Regions from separate parts of the Mus musculus genome. Here regions 1 and 2 are each linked to region 3. The links are chromatin contacts, called in public HiChIP or PLAC-seq maps. All regions are on one chromosome and are shown on one strand. The core of a region is the stretch at or near the end of the contact, and the rest is flanking DNA. Distances in the headings are between cores, read along the strand shown.

The links. HiChIP or PLAC-seq counts read pairs in DNA pulled down with a chosen protein or histone mark.
Region 1: a contact with region 3 is called in an HNF4G HiChIP or PLAC-seq map of pancreatic cancer cells. The contact joins two enhancer-like sites. A contact is called at or near these places in 1 of 15 datasets of contacts at CTCF or cohesin (the NIH/3T3 cell line), 4 of 484 Hi-C or Micro-C datasets (the N1E-115 cell line, cortical neurons and uterus) and 1 of 115 datasets of contacts at active chromatin or transcription factors (pancreatic cancer cells).
Region 2: a contact with region 3 is called in a FOXA1 HiChIP or PLAC-seq map of pancreatic cancer cells. The contact joins two enhancer-like sites. A contact is called at or near these places in 6 of 39 promoter capture datasets (the 3T3-L1 cell line, 3T3-L1-derived adipocytes, epiblast stem cells and 2 more), 1 of 15 datasets of contacts at CTCF or cohesin (the NIH/3T3 cell line), 11 of 484 Hi-C or Micro-C datasets (the N1E-115 cell line, cerebellar granule neurons, cerebral cortex and 8 more) and 2 of 115 datasets of contacts at active chromatin or transcription factors (fibro-adipogenic progenitors and pancreatic cancer cells).

The regions. Positions count from the first base shown.
Region 1 is chr9:50,133,520-50,138,343 of GRCm38.p6, forward strand. No RefSeq gene overlaps it. Among named protein-coding and RNA genes, the nearest start is that of 2310003N18Rik, 97 kb to the right of the region's middle. Within about 2 kb of position 1,777, at least 8 of the 459 cell types and tissues checked have an H3K27ac peak or open chromatin away from gene starts, as enhancers often do. A contact at or near this core is called in pancreatic cancer cells, where this site is marked.
Region 2 is chr9:49,813,647-49,818,395 of GRCm38.p6, forward strand. No RefSeq gene overlaps it. Among named protein-coding and RNA genes, the nearest start is that of Gm25633, 10 kb to the right of the region's middle. Within about 2 kb of position 2,790, at least 40 of the 459 cell types and tissues checked have an H3K27ac peak or open chromatin away from gene starts, as enhancers often do. A contact at or near this core is called in the N1E-115 cell line, the NIH/3T3 cell line, muscle stem cells and 2 more, where this site is marked.
Region 3 is chr9:49,978,544-49,983,167 of GRCm38.p6, forward strand. No RefSeq gene overlaps it. Among named protein-coding and RNA genes, the nearest start is that of Gm25633, 150 kb to the left of the region's middle. Within about 2 kb of position 2,553, at least 91 of the 459 cell types and tissues checked have an H3K27ac peak or open chromatin away from gene starts, as enhancers often do. A contact at or near this core is called in the N1E-115 cell line, the NIH/3T3 cell line, muscle stem cells and 2 more, where this site is marked.

The DNA of each region.
Region 1 (4,824 bases), core at 527-3,026, 150 kb after region 3:
AGACCTTGTCTGAAAAAACAAAAATACCAGGTATGACCAGGATTGGTTTCTCCAGAAGATTATGAACTAATGTATTGTCTTAAGCTTCTGGTATTTCATGGACAGTCACTTAATGTCTCTTGGCTTATAGAAGCACTGGTTTTGCCATAGGGATCCTCTCTATGTGCATGTGGATGCCAGGAGTTACATTTTTTCTTCTATTTGTAAGATCATCAGTCATGTGGGATGGGAACTCACTCTTCCAGAGCAAGACCATCTTAATTGCATCAGCAACAATTCTATTTCCAAATAAGGACATATTTCTGGGGTAACAGAACTTGGGGCTTCAAAATATGAATTTTATGTGGGATATAATTGAACACCTACCTATCTTTGGTAGAAACATTACATGCCAAGATAAGCCATTCTATTCCACAAAAACCTTCTCTGCCAACAGCTTAACTTATCCTGCCAATCCCAAGGGTCAGTTTCGGTGGCTACTTCACCTGTGTCACTCATCTATCCAACTGGAAGCTCCTTTGATGATAGCATGTTTGGCATGTTTCCTCTGAGCCTGCCAGGGGCAAGGACAGCACCCAGTGGAGGCATCAGTGGAGGCCACATTGGAGACATCAGCATCAGTTCTGTCTATACTGAAGTTTTGCAAGTTATTGAGACAGTGTCTCACACCAGGATTGCCTGAAGCCCATACTGTCCCACCTCAGCCTCCTGGGTGCAGACATTAGAGGAATCATGCCTGACCTGGTAGATATCTGTTTATTATCTTTGGCATCAACTTTGCTTTTCTATTAAAAGACCATTTTCCTCCATTATTGAGACGGTTGGTGCCTCTCTGCCCTTTTAGCTTAGAGACAAGTTCATTTGTCCTCACTGTCCAGGTCCTCTCACTATCATTTTAAAGGAAGAAAAACAAAATGCAGCTGGCTGCGTAAATTGTAGGGGCAACAGAATTCTGCTCATTGTAAAAAAAATTGCAAAATGACATCCAATCGTCCTGTTAGAACGGAGTGGCAGTAAACCTGAGTGAAACTGAGGTAAGTTCTGAGTTCCAGGAAAGCAAACATCATCTATCGCCCAATGCTAGGGGCAGCTCTGCTGCCTGGGAATGGCTCTCCCTCCCTCCACTCTACTCTCAGAGCTTTCAGAGCCCAGTACAAACAGCCCTGCGCCTCTGCCCCAGGCTCAGCTGCAGAAATCCACAGATGCTATGAGATCTTTGTTTGTTTCTTATTTCCAAAGAGCTGACCTCCCTCCGTGTGGGGATTGGGCATCTGAACCATACATCTCTGAATTGGTGGGCATTTCACTGAAAGTGTTTGAGAATTGCTACACTTTGAGAGAAGAGGAAAGTTCAACAGGGCTTCCTGCGAATCACAGCCTCTCTGCATTCACTGACTTTCTCTTTCTGCTTCGCCTCCTTCCCCATCTCATGTCTGTGTTCATTGCTCCCTTCAGCTAGATTGAGATGTGGCTCATAAGAAGGGACGTTCTTCCTGTTTCCCCAGAAGAGTCATCTCTGAGTCAAATATCCCATACCTTAACCCTGGGTCCAGGCAATAAATCAGCCAGACAGCTAGAGTGTGGAATCCTGACTCCATAGTATTGAACAGCCTTTCTTTGCCCCTGGAGCTATGCTATGGGAAGAGGGTATTTTTCTGTTTCACCAGTGTTGGGGGACTTTCTAGGCATTTGCCTGGTCACAAAATGTCTCAGAGATGTCACACAGCAACCTGGGAAACCGTCACAAGCTGGTGGCCAGGATGTGGCATTACTCAGCAATCAGGAGATGCAAAGGGCACTGCTTAAGACACGGCACTCTACTAATGTAGTACAACAACTTTACCTACTTTCCCAAAGCTACCAGCGCCATCAGCACTCCAAAGCTCCCACCAGGGTCTCATTCTGAGCCACTTTTGCAATAAATTTTCTCCCAAGGTCCTCTTCTTCCTAGAGGGCTCTCTAACTCTTATGCTGTGTGGGGACTAAAGGAATCCACAGAGCCCTGAGCCTTGAGTCAGAGAACTTGTTTTATCTTCTGCAAAAAAAAAGATCATTTCTTAAATGATAAATGCTGAGTATTTTTAATAATAGTGTTATGTGTGGCATCTGAAGAGAGGGCTCAGTGGTTAAGATACGTGCTTCTCTTCCAGAGAACTGAGTTCAGCTCCCAGCAGCCATTTATCAGATGGTTCATAAACATCTGTAACTGTGTTTTCCAGGAGAATCCTATGTGGCTGCCTGTACTCACACACACACACACACACACACACACACACAGAGAGAGAGAGAGAGAGAGAGAGAGAGAGAGAGAGAGAGAGATACACATATATACATACCTGAAAATAAAATTAATCTTAAAAAAAAAAAAAAAGCATGGAACCCTGCGTTAGAAAGCATTGTAGAAATCTGTCTGTACTATCCCACGTAGAAAGCCATCGATAATGTATCCAATATAAATGTATTATCCAAAGTAGAAAGCCCATGTTGTTACCTCATCCATTCGAAAAGGAACTGCTGCTATCTGTGTTCTCACCACTTCTGTGGTGAGAAGGTCGCTATCTCCCAAATAATGGAATAATGATTCATTAGCTTTCAAGAATTCTCCCCATGATCCAACTACCAGGAGATCAAGGTCCATGTGTACTTTGCAGCCTGGCACATAGCTGTCACTCAATAAATATTTGAGTAAGTGAACAGTTATGCGAATGATTGAATAAAATACCCTAATGACATTAGAGAAGAAATGCATACTTCTAAGTCTCGGGAGAAATAAACCGATGAGAAGACAAGAAAAACACTAGAAGTCTTGATTTCCTTAAAAATTCATGCAAAATTCATGCACTTTGCATCAAAATATATCTTTCTCATTTTATGGCAAAAAATATGATGCTTTGAATTACTTAGCAGAGTACAGTTTATGTACACTTGGTGGGTTTGGCCCAGGCATACCGCCAAGTGGCCCTGGCAATGCATGCAGCCTGGCATGGGAGCCTCATGCTGAACGATCTCCACCTTCGCATCCTGTTATCCAAATCCTTTCCCATCAGCATCCTGCCCTTTGCCTTGCTCTAGTCCAGCCAGATCTGCTTTCCACTCTCAGGCAAAGCCCCCAGGTGGCAACAAGAGGTAACCTTCCCCTTGTCATTCTTTTTTTCTTTTATAAAACACTGGGTGAGGCCATGAGTAATTGGTCTTTTCTGGAGAAGGATTGATAATCTGTCTTTCCTGGAGCTATTACCAGGCTGGCCTGCCAAATGGACAAGTGTTAAGAGGAGAAAATGGGGCAGTGGCCAGGGTAGGAAGAGCTCAAGATAATGGAGTTGAGAGCATCAGAGAGGTCCTCTCCTGGCAGTCGGACCATGAATCAAGGCAGGCAGAAAAGAACAGCAATTCATAGCCCTTGTGTGCATCCTCTGCAGATGCTCCAAATAGCTCCCTCAATTAAGGCTTGATCTGGGCTCCTTGGGACTTATGCTGGAGATGCCTTGCCTACCCCATGTGGTGTGGCAGCTATGAAAGTATCAACAGAGTCAAGCCTGTCAATCCATTGTTGAGCGAAGCTTAGTCTGGGCTCTGCAGGGCAACCAAGGAAGAACAACTCGACTTTTGCCATCACTGTCACCTAATAGCAGAAACAGCCTTATCTGTGGCTCTGAATAAGACTGGACTGGACTGGTCTTCATCAGAGTCACTCCTGTGCTCTCAGCCTCCTCAGGAAGATGGAGCTGCACCACTCCAGATGCACAGCACCCAGTGCTTGCAAAACCCCTTGACATTCATTATCCCCTTTAATCCTCCAATCATCTTGTGAATTTTATTTTAGAATTAGAGAGTTAAGTTAGAGATGTCTCCAAGGCCATAGAGCTAGGAAGTGATAAGGCTGCTTGCGATTCAAGCAGAATTTTCTGAGAGCCTTCATTCCTTTTGCCTTTCATCTTACTCCTGGACAATGGGGGAAAGAGGTAGTTTGACACAGCAGGAGGGAAACGGCTATGGGAATGGTCCTCAGAAGGGACACCGCTAGGCAAGATGACACCAGAGATAGACTTGAGCAGTAGGACAATAGTCTGGTGATCCAGATCCTGGGAGTCACTGAGAAGGAAGGAGAGCTGTCTGCTGGACCTGAGCCAAGTGCACTCAGAGTTTTCCTGAGGTGGAGTCTGCCAGGCATTACAATTTTCAGGTGTGCGTGATGGTCTAAGGACTTGGGTGGAAGTGGCATAGTTGAACTCGATGGAATTTGTTTTGGTTTGGTTTGGTTTGTTTGTTTGTTTGTTTGTTTGTTTGTTTGACTCTCCCTATACAGCCACATGGATTGGACCTTGGAACCTCAGGTGCCCAGCTCTGAGTTTCCCGCTAAGCCTGTGATCTAGGTTTACCACATACCTTCCATGTGTCCATTCTTTGTGCCTCTCCTTGTCTCTTGAGCCCTCCCTTCTGCTTCACATGATTGGTGATGCCCGTCCCCCAAATTTACTAACTCTGCCTCTGACATATCTGACTGACTGTCCCATTTGTCTCAAGAACAGATGGCCCATAAGAAGTACCGCTAGCCATTTTAAGATGCACTACTTTTTTTTTTTTTTTTAAACATTCTACATGGAATTCTTATTTCTCAGTGTTGATACCTCTTGCATGGCTTTTTGTCCCAAGCTCCTTAGTTCTCTTCTGGTTTGATTTTTCCAGGCCACTTGTCATGGATTTCTGTCCTCTCTATAACGATAAGGAAGAAGTTCATAATGACTTTCTCAAAGCAGAGAGTGAACATGTTGCGCCCATCTCTCAGACTACAGAGTGGGGGCGTTCCTCTGACATCTTTAAATT
Region 2 (4,749 bases), core at 1,540-4,039, 160 kb before region 3:
TATTTAATGAACAACCATGCCTGCCATAGGTCCCAAAGTCTGTAGTCTTTCTCACTACTCTATACTCACAGCTAGGGGAGAGAGATTAAGAGTCTTCAAAGGGACCAGTGGCAGATGAACATAAATCTAGAGAGTTGGGAGCCATTACCCACGGAAGATCAAAATCAGGATGAAGATAAGTTATCTCTAAAATATACATGAGTGTCAGTGAAGAATGGATGGATCTTTGTGATGTGACTCAAGCTCACCGACAGATTTACAAGTATCGTAAGAGCATGAAATCTTGCAGAGTTTTAACACCCAGGACTTAGTTTGAAGACCTATTACGTAATAGCCCATCTCTGGCTAAAATGTGTATTATAGCAAGGCTTCTAAGTATATGGAAGAAAATAGCCTTCTCCTCCTGCCATGACTTTTGGTATAATGGGAACATTAGAGACTGAGGTTGATTTTAACATCTTTCGGAAAAGATACCTTAGCAATCAGCTAGAAACTTAAAAAAAACGATAACTATGCAGAAGAAAGCCAAACTTGGAGAACAGCACTGTCCCCCACACAGACAGCAGTAAGTCATCAGCTGAGTTGCTCTACCCTGAAAATTCTTGAAAGAATCTAGACTCACGACAACACCTCACCTTCCCTCATAAACGTTGAGTCATGGGTGATCCAAACAAGCTCGTTCCACACTGAAGGCAATTTCTCACATTGTTGTCTAGTGGATCACACTTAGTCACGGACAAGCCTAATTACCCCAAAGCAGTTACCAAACACCAGTGACAAGTTCTCTGAGGCCCTCCCCTCCACCCTCCACCTTGAAACACACACACACACACACACACACACACACACACACACATACACACACACACACACACATCACACACACATATTCTGACCTTCTCCGCCTAAGGAAGAATATTCTGCACTCTAAAACTGCCCATGAAGTATAGAGTCCAAGATTTCAAAATGATGCAACCACTTGGTAAAAGGGCCAATCACTTGGGTAAACATAGCCATGCCCTCTTCATCAATAACTGAGACTGGACTGTTTCCCAGGTCTGGTTTCTCCAAAATGCACAAAATGAAGAGGCTTGCTTGACTTCCAAAGGAAATGTCACCTGTTCAGCTGTTTACATGAGGCATGGGGTTGTCTGGCGGGAAATGGAATGCATTGTTTGAGCTCCCATCTATTTTAGTCATTCACATATCCCATTGCAATGCACGTATTTTAGTGTTATCTTACATTTCAGAAGGCTCAAAAGATGCATGTGTTATAAATAAACATGTGTGTTCTATATTCCAAATACAAACAAATACCAAAGACTTTTAATCTTTATTACATTTTATTAAGCTAAAATAATCAGGCTTTTTTTCCCCCTTAGATCTGAGCATGGCTTTTGGCCTTTGTGCAAGTGAATAATTGAAATGAATGCAAACACAATGTAATAGCAAGATGGTGTCCAAGAACTTCTCAGGACTGTGAGTGTGTATACGAAGTAGGTAGATAGATAGATAGATAGATAGATAGATAGATAGATAGATAGATAGATAGATAGATAATAGATAGAAAGATAAATAGTAGATAGATGATAAATGGTAGATAGATAATAGAAAGACAAATAGTAGATGATAGATGAATGATAGATGATAGATAGAAAGATAGATGATAGGTAGATAGATAGTAGATAGATAGATAATAGATAGAAAGATAAATAGTAGATAGATGATAAATGATAGATAGATAATAGATAGAAAGACAAATAGTAGATGATAAATGAATGATAGATGATAGAAAGATAGATGATAGATATATAGATAGTAGATAGATAGATAGATAGATAGTAGATAGAACTTTTTCTAGTTAAGTGTTTGCACTATTGGTAATTTATTAAATATTGTTCATTTTGGTTTTGTAAATTTATGTCTTCATATAGCTCAGGTATGCCTGCAATATCTTGCAATCCTGCAAGGTCTCGTGGGAGTTGAGATTCGTGGCGATGTTCTGCTGTTTGCTGCAGTTGAGTGTAGCCTATAGTGTTGAGCTGTGGATGAATTAACGGTCTGTGAAGAAAAACATCAGGTTCATTTACGATCACTTCTTTTTTAAGCTGAGGAGGAGGTTTGCACTGATCTTTTTTCATGTTTTTTCTTCTTCCTGTCACCCCTCCCACCTCAGAATGGAACAAGGACCCCGCACTGCCTGGGGTACTGGGTCTCAATACACTTTTCTGTGCTTCATTCTCTTCCCATCAAACTACCGCTAATTTCTCACTGTGTTCTGGCTTAGATTCTCCATTAAGGTCAAATTGTCCCCTCCTGCTCCTCCACACATGCCCTGCTCATTCATTCAGTTCCTGAAAAGGGCATTTATTGAATATTTGTTTTGTGGGCCAGGCTGGAAGGTAGAGCCTGAAGAGAAAATAGTGTGCAGTTTTTGTCTTCATGGAGCTTGGAGTCCAGGGTGTGAGGATGGAAAGACAGCCCATAATCAAATAATCACAGTAATGCACTGCATACCCAGGAGGGCCTAAGAAGGAAATCACTGTGCGTGTGTGTGTTTGGGGATGGAATGTGCATTGATGGAGAGGTCAAGGACAGAGTCTCAGAGGCCAGCTGGGCTGCTCATTGGGCATTTGCCAAGTGAACAAGTGGGGAGAGGGTATTTTGAGCAGAGGGAACATTCTGTACAAAGGAATGTTGTATCGGCTCATATTGCTAGTCTGTGGCTGCTAAACTCTGATTCATCCTCCTTTCAGACAAGCAACATAGTTCTTTAAGTCTAAGAGGAAACTTAGAGATGATTCAGCCCGTCCCCCTCACTTCACAGATGTGAAACCTGAGCTCTAATGTACTGAGCTATGATGGATCCAGCTTTGACCCATGGCCAATACCCCAGCAGGAATGTTCGAGCCATTCAACATATTGAGCACCAACCGGGGGGCGGGGGTAGATAGCATGAACGGTGCGCCAGCGAACTGCATCTAGACTGCTTTTCTTCCTGCGGGAATGTGTGTCTCTATGGACATAGCCAGAGATTAAAAGCAGTTCCGTGTCAGAGGATCTAAGTAGGTCTTGACACTCTGCCTGGTGACCTTGAAAAGGTTACCCTTGCTCACTGATCCTAAGTTTCCTGTTATGTGAGTCAGCATACTAATTGGACCTTCTTCATGGGTTTGTTATAAGGATTAAGTGTGATAACATTTGCAAGGCACGGGCACTCAATAAATCCCAGGGTTCGGTAATAAAGCTTTAATACGGTACAGGGAAGTTAAGAGATGGCGGAGCCCATAGTCAAATTAAAAAGAGTTGTATGACTAATTAATTAACATTTCAATTCCAAGGTCTTTACCTGATCAAAAATTAGCATATAATTCCTTGAGAATCCCAGTTCTTTCAACCCTGTGTCAGGCCAAATTTAAATGGAGAGTCTTTCCCCCCTAAGGTCCAGTAACCTCCCACACTCTAATGAATGCTAATTACTCTATTAGTATCATGCAATCTTTAAAACTGATAGGTCTGAATTGTGTCCTAGAAATCAAGTGTTCCAGAAGAAAAGGGAGCTTCCTGATCGTATGTGTTACACTCTCCAGCCATTTGTCTTGAGATTCGTGTCACTAGGATCTGTGGGAAACTGTGAGATCCCACTATCGTGGGACCCACTATGGTGTCCCACTATTTGAAGCAATGTGAAGGAAAAGATAGCTTCCATACTACTAAGAGGAACACGAATGAACAAAGAAGATGGGTGATAGCTGTGGTTTTAGGTAAAACAAAACAAAACAAAACAAAACAACAACCGCAACAAAAAACTTGAAAATATCATCCTTCAAGAGGGATGGGCTGTTCTCTAGGTAGCCAATGCTTCCCGGCATTGGTGGTTCCAGAAGATGTGAGATCCACTATCTTCATTCTGTAGATGAGACATTTGACACAGCTGGAAAGCAGACTGAGTCTGGTACTTCTTCTATACTATATACTATATACTATGTACTATGTACTATGTACTATGTACTATGTACTTTATACTATATACTATGTACTATGTACTTTATACCATATACTATGTACTATGAACTCTGTACTTTGTACTATATACTATATACTTTAAACTATACACTATATTATATACAATATATATATATTTATATTATACTAATCAGCCATCTAAATGTGCGTATTGGTCACCTACTATATATTCATTCTCAAGTCCCAGTGCTAGCTATCCAATAGTCAATAAAACCAAGATGTGTCTGTCTTAGATGTGACTGTGCTCTAGAGGACTGGCTGTCAAATCCTTCCCTGAGGTGAGTCAATATTGAAATCAGGGCAATAAAATTAGTCTTTCCCTTATGTGTGCTTCCAGGTCAGGAGAACATGAAGCTTCATTCATACAGAATGAATGTCACATTTCTCCTTATGAAAGTTAGGTAATAAATGTAGTTCTGAGTGCAATACATGGAATAAAAAAGAGCTGTGGATGCTGGGCAAGTATCCGCTGAAGCCACAGCTGTAATGCTCAAATCATCAAAACCCTTCAAGACAAAGTTACAGGGCATGACTTAGACATTTGCCTGGTTTTTATTGAATGTGCTCTGCAGGTCTAGCCCCCCCCCACCACCACCACCACCACCCCAACCTTTGACTCTGTGACTATCCCTGGTTTGAGTTTGGGTTTGAACAGCTGCCCAGCCCATCCACAGCAAATCAGTGTGGCGCTTGAGGAATAACTCATGGGCAGGCATTTAAGAG
Region 3 (4,624 bases), core at 1,303-3,802:
CACCCAATTCCTTTATGTATGTTATTTCTGGTCTACATATGAACAACTGGGCATGAACCACAGTCCATCTTCAATTTCCACTTTGCTTATATAAGACAATTTATGGGTTACTAGAGCTACATGTGAGGAGATCATCAAAACAGGGTTTAGTTGTAGCAATCCCCACAGCTTCAGATTATACACTAAAACCTTCCTTTCCTTAAAATATTCCCAAGATGCCCCATCTTGCCACACCCTAAAACCTTACTCTTCATTACCTGATTCCTCCCAAGACTTTCTCCTGGAGAAATATAACTATCCCTCAACTTCTCAAAAGAAGAGTTTTGCTACTAATTTTGCCACACAAGGTCCTGAACCACCTTACCCCTCAGGACTTCCATCTATTCCTTGAAGGTTTAGTGTTGTATGCTATTTATTTACTTAGTTTATTTTTACTTTTACCTTTTCTCCTCCTTTTTATTTTCTCTATATCTCCCTTTTCCTTCCTTTCTTCTTCCCATTCTTCTTCCTTTCCCTTACTCTCCTCTTCCTTATTTGTGAGAAAGGGTCTCACACAGTCCTGGCTGACCTTAAAACTTGTTCTGTGGTCCAGGCTGGCTCTGAACTCCTGATCACTCATCTCTCTCTCCCAAATACTTGGATTACAGGAGTGTGCCTCCTTACTTAGCATCATGGGCTACTCTTAAGTAGAGTAATTTCCACCTAACAACTTAATGCCATCAAGTAGCAATATATCTTTAATTCTAGTCACACAATACAAAATGACAAGTTTTATAATTACATACAATATGGTGCAGTACCTACCTGAATTTAGTGTTAAGCAAATTGGGGTAAGAAGCTAGAAGAAGGGAAAAGGGAAGCTAGAGTATCTAAGAGGCCAATATGGTTGGACCACAGAAATTGAGGAGTCCTGGGGATGAGGATGATGCTAGAGAAGATGGGGAGTACCACTCCCTCCCCAGGCAGATTGTCAGATCCTAGAAAGTCCTGTAGGGAATCATAGCAAGTGCTGAGATAAAATGTGTCTACCTGCAACATCCAGTCCTCACTCCTATTCCCTATTTTCCTTTGTCATTTCCTGGTAGGAAAGAGCTTCAATACTACTACTGTAAGCCCCTTGAGGTACCAGTAGCCAGGCCCCCACCCCCAAACTGTTCTAAGGGTTGTAACAACCCTTTACAACCCCCTTGAGATGCAGGCACTCAGACTGACCTAAACACACACACACACACACACACACACACACACACACACACACTCACACACAAGAAGCCCAAGATCAGGCCAAAGAATCACACCAGTCCCTGAGCTTTCTCCAAGGTCAGGCCACAGAATTCTACCAATACCAGGTCATCCTGGAAAGCTGCCATCCACACACACCCCCACCAAGAACCCTACATAAAGCCTGCCTCCTGCTCAGTTCTATGCTGTTCCTCTCATGAGAAGAGGCAGCCACCCTGTTATGTCTTTCTCAATAGATGTCTTGTATGAGATTTGTTGTGCAGCGTGACTTTGTGGTATACCTTGGCTCTTGACTGCCAGGATACCTTCCCCCCAGAGCTGTAACACTTAAAATACCATTTGTAGAAATAATAATAGTAATGGTAGTAATAATAATAATAATAATAATAATAATAATAATTCTTAAAGTATAGTCTCCCAATCATGCATCTGCCTGTTCTTTCTTCCTTGTTCTCCGCAGCCTCTGCTGCCTCCCCCTTTGTCTCCCTTGGCTCTGTTCAAATAAGCACACCTGGTTAGCTCCACCTGCATGTGTGCACCTGAATCCGGGCATCTGGTTAGGTGCAGGAGTCAAAGAAAACCTCACAGTTTCTGGCCAGCAAGCCTGGACTACATTAAAGTGTTTCTCTTGAACGATTTCCAAGGCACTTAAATATTCTTGGTTTCTTAAAACCCAGCCTTTCCAAACCTTCACTAAGACCTTTGTGCATTAGAAAGAATGAGACACCCCCATTGGGCCAACACAGATTTTGCCCGAGGAATCTTGGCTGGAGTTCAGTCCACCTTGGAGGTCACCCGGGTCCATTCATGCAGGCAGCAAAGTATATAACCCCATGAGGCAGGCCTACTTAGAAGACATAGTGAGGTCAGCCAGGAACAAAAGACTCTGACCTCACTCAGGAAGGAAAAGGATCCGGTTGGTATAGGGCTGGAATCACCATCAATACCTCCCCAACCATGGTCTTGAGAGATAGACCATGGACCAGCCTGGCAGAATACAAAGGGCCAAACAGATGTATTCCAGTGCTGTCTCCAACTAGCTATGCGAGCTTGGGCTTTCTGGCGCCTTGTTTTATCAGCTATAAAAGGAGGATAGAAATTTATGTCACATGGGGCTACTGAAAGGGTTAAATGAGAGAGAGCTTGGATGTGAAGCTGCTCTGTTGAATCTGCTCCCCACCCCCTGCCACCAGCAGATGTTAGTTGGCCACTGGCCTCAAGCCAGAGGCGGGGGCAGGGACAACCTGAGCCATGTGCTCCAGCTCCAGGCAATGTTGAGAAGCAGCAGGGCTCCTTCCTTCCTCATGACTCACTGCTGGTGACTAGTGAGGCTGGGAGGCAGCCCATGTTGGTGGGAAGGAAGTTACTCCCTAGATCCATGGAACTGACATACTGTAGAGGGTGGAGGATAGCCTGGTAGGCATGATGAAGCTCCTAAAAAATCTGTCACAGTTTGAGAAATAAAGAAAAACAGGAAATGTTATGGCAAATATCAAAACAATCTTTCTTGTGATGTAGGGACTTGCAGATATGGTTAGGAGCGGGAGTGTGGTGGAGAATTAGGAATTCTGCCTAGGGAGGAACATCTGTGATAGAAACCAGGTGTGCAGGGACACCTGAGTTCCACCTGGCTGGAAGTTTACTAAGAGTAAGGGAAAGGTCAGATGTCCCTGTCACACTACCTGGAGTTTTGTCTCTCTATATGGGGTAGTTCAATCTCCAAGGATTCTGACTCAGACTGGAGTCCAAGGCGATTTTCTTTGGTCATCGTGTGCTTCATGTACTTATCCACTAAAAGCTAAAGGCACACTCACGTTATCCCATTTACTATTGCAGATGCTAAAGTTACAAATGGAATCAAGAGAGGTAGCAAATTTTAATTAGTAATGGATATGCAAGGGTGTGTGTGTTTGTGTGTGTGCATGTGCGTACACGAACATGTATGTTTGATGTAGTCTTTTGACTGTTTGCCTATGTACAACCATTTGGACAAACATGTTTATTAGGCTCATCTGACCATATGTGTAAATATATGTAAGCTTCTACTGTGTTTGTGTGCATCCTTTTTCCCCAATAACTAAGGGCCAAGTGTAAAATGAATTCCCTCCATAGGCCTGAGTTATATGGGTATAGAAAGGGCAGTCACAGGCTGGCGAGATGGCTCAGTGGGTAAGAGTACTGACTGCTTTTCTGAAGGTCCTGAGATCAAATCTCAGCAGCCACATGGTGGTTCACACCTGTCTGTAATGAGATCTGACGCCCTCTTCTGGCACGTCTGAAGACAACTACAGTGTATTTATGTATTATAATAAGTATATCTTTAAAAAAAGAAAAAAGAAAGGACAGTCGCTGGGAGAGACTTTTTGCTGCAGGGATCCTGGAGCTTCTGAGCACACACTGCCTCAGCATCCAGTTCTCTTTATGAGTGGCTGAACTGATACAGATATAAGTGAAGACCTGAGGAATCAGGGAGATTATAAGTAAGAAGGGGGACACAGAGACTAGAACAGGCCAGAGGTTAAAGCTATTGGCAATAGTTGGGGGCTTAGAAATATAAAATGGAGAGGAGGGACCTTGATGCCCTGGTCAATCCCAGAACACAAAATTATTTTCAAGACCAAAATCATCAAGAAGAGCCTCATCTAACTTCCTGCTGAGTGGCAACCAGTGTTATAGATATTGATTTGAGTCTCCAGACACCTGCTAACGTGTCCAGGTTCTTATGACCAAAGGCAATAAATTGACCTGGGGACTCCTGGTAGGAAATAGAAATAGAGAAGATTATTAAGAAAGGAGAAGATTCCTAAGAATGTGAATGGGTCAGTGTGTTGGTGAAAAAACTGACACATGCTCCACTATGTTCATAGCAGCCTTATTTATAATAGCCAGGAGCTGGAAAGAACCCAGATTCCCCCCTCAACAGAGGAATGGATACAGAAAATGTGGTACATTTGCACAATGGAGTACTACTCAGCTATTAAAAACAATGAATTTATGAAATTCCTAGGCAAATGGATGGACCTGGAGGGCATCATCCTGAGTGAGGTAACCCAATCACAAAAGAACTCACATGATATGTACTCACTGATAAGTGGATATTAGCCCAGAAACTTAGAATACCCAAGATATAAGATACAATTTGCAAAGCACATAAGGATATTAGCCCCGAAACTTAGAATACCCAAGATATAAGGTACAATTTGCGAAGCACATGAAACTCAAGAAGAGCAAAGACCAAAGTGTGGACACTTTGACTTTTTTTTAGAATTGGGAACAAAACACCCATGGAAGGAATTATAGAGACTGAGACAAAAGGATGGACCATCTAGAGACTGCCATACCCAGGGATCCATCTCATAATCAGCCTCCAAACGCTGACACC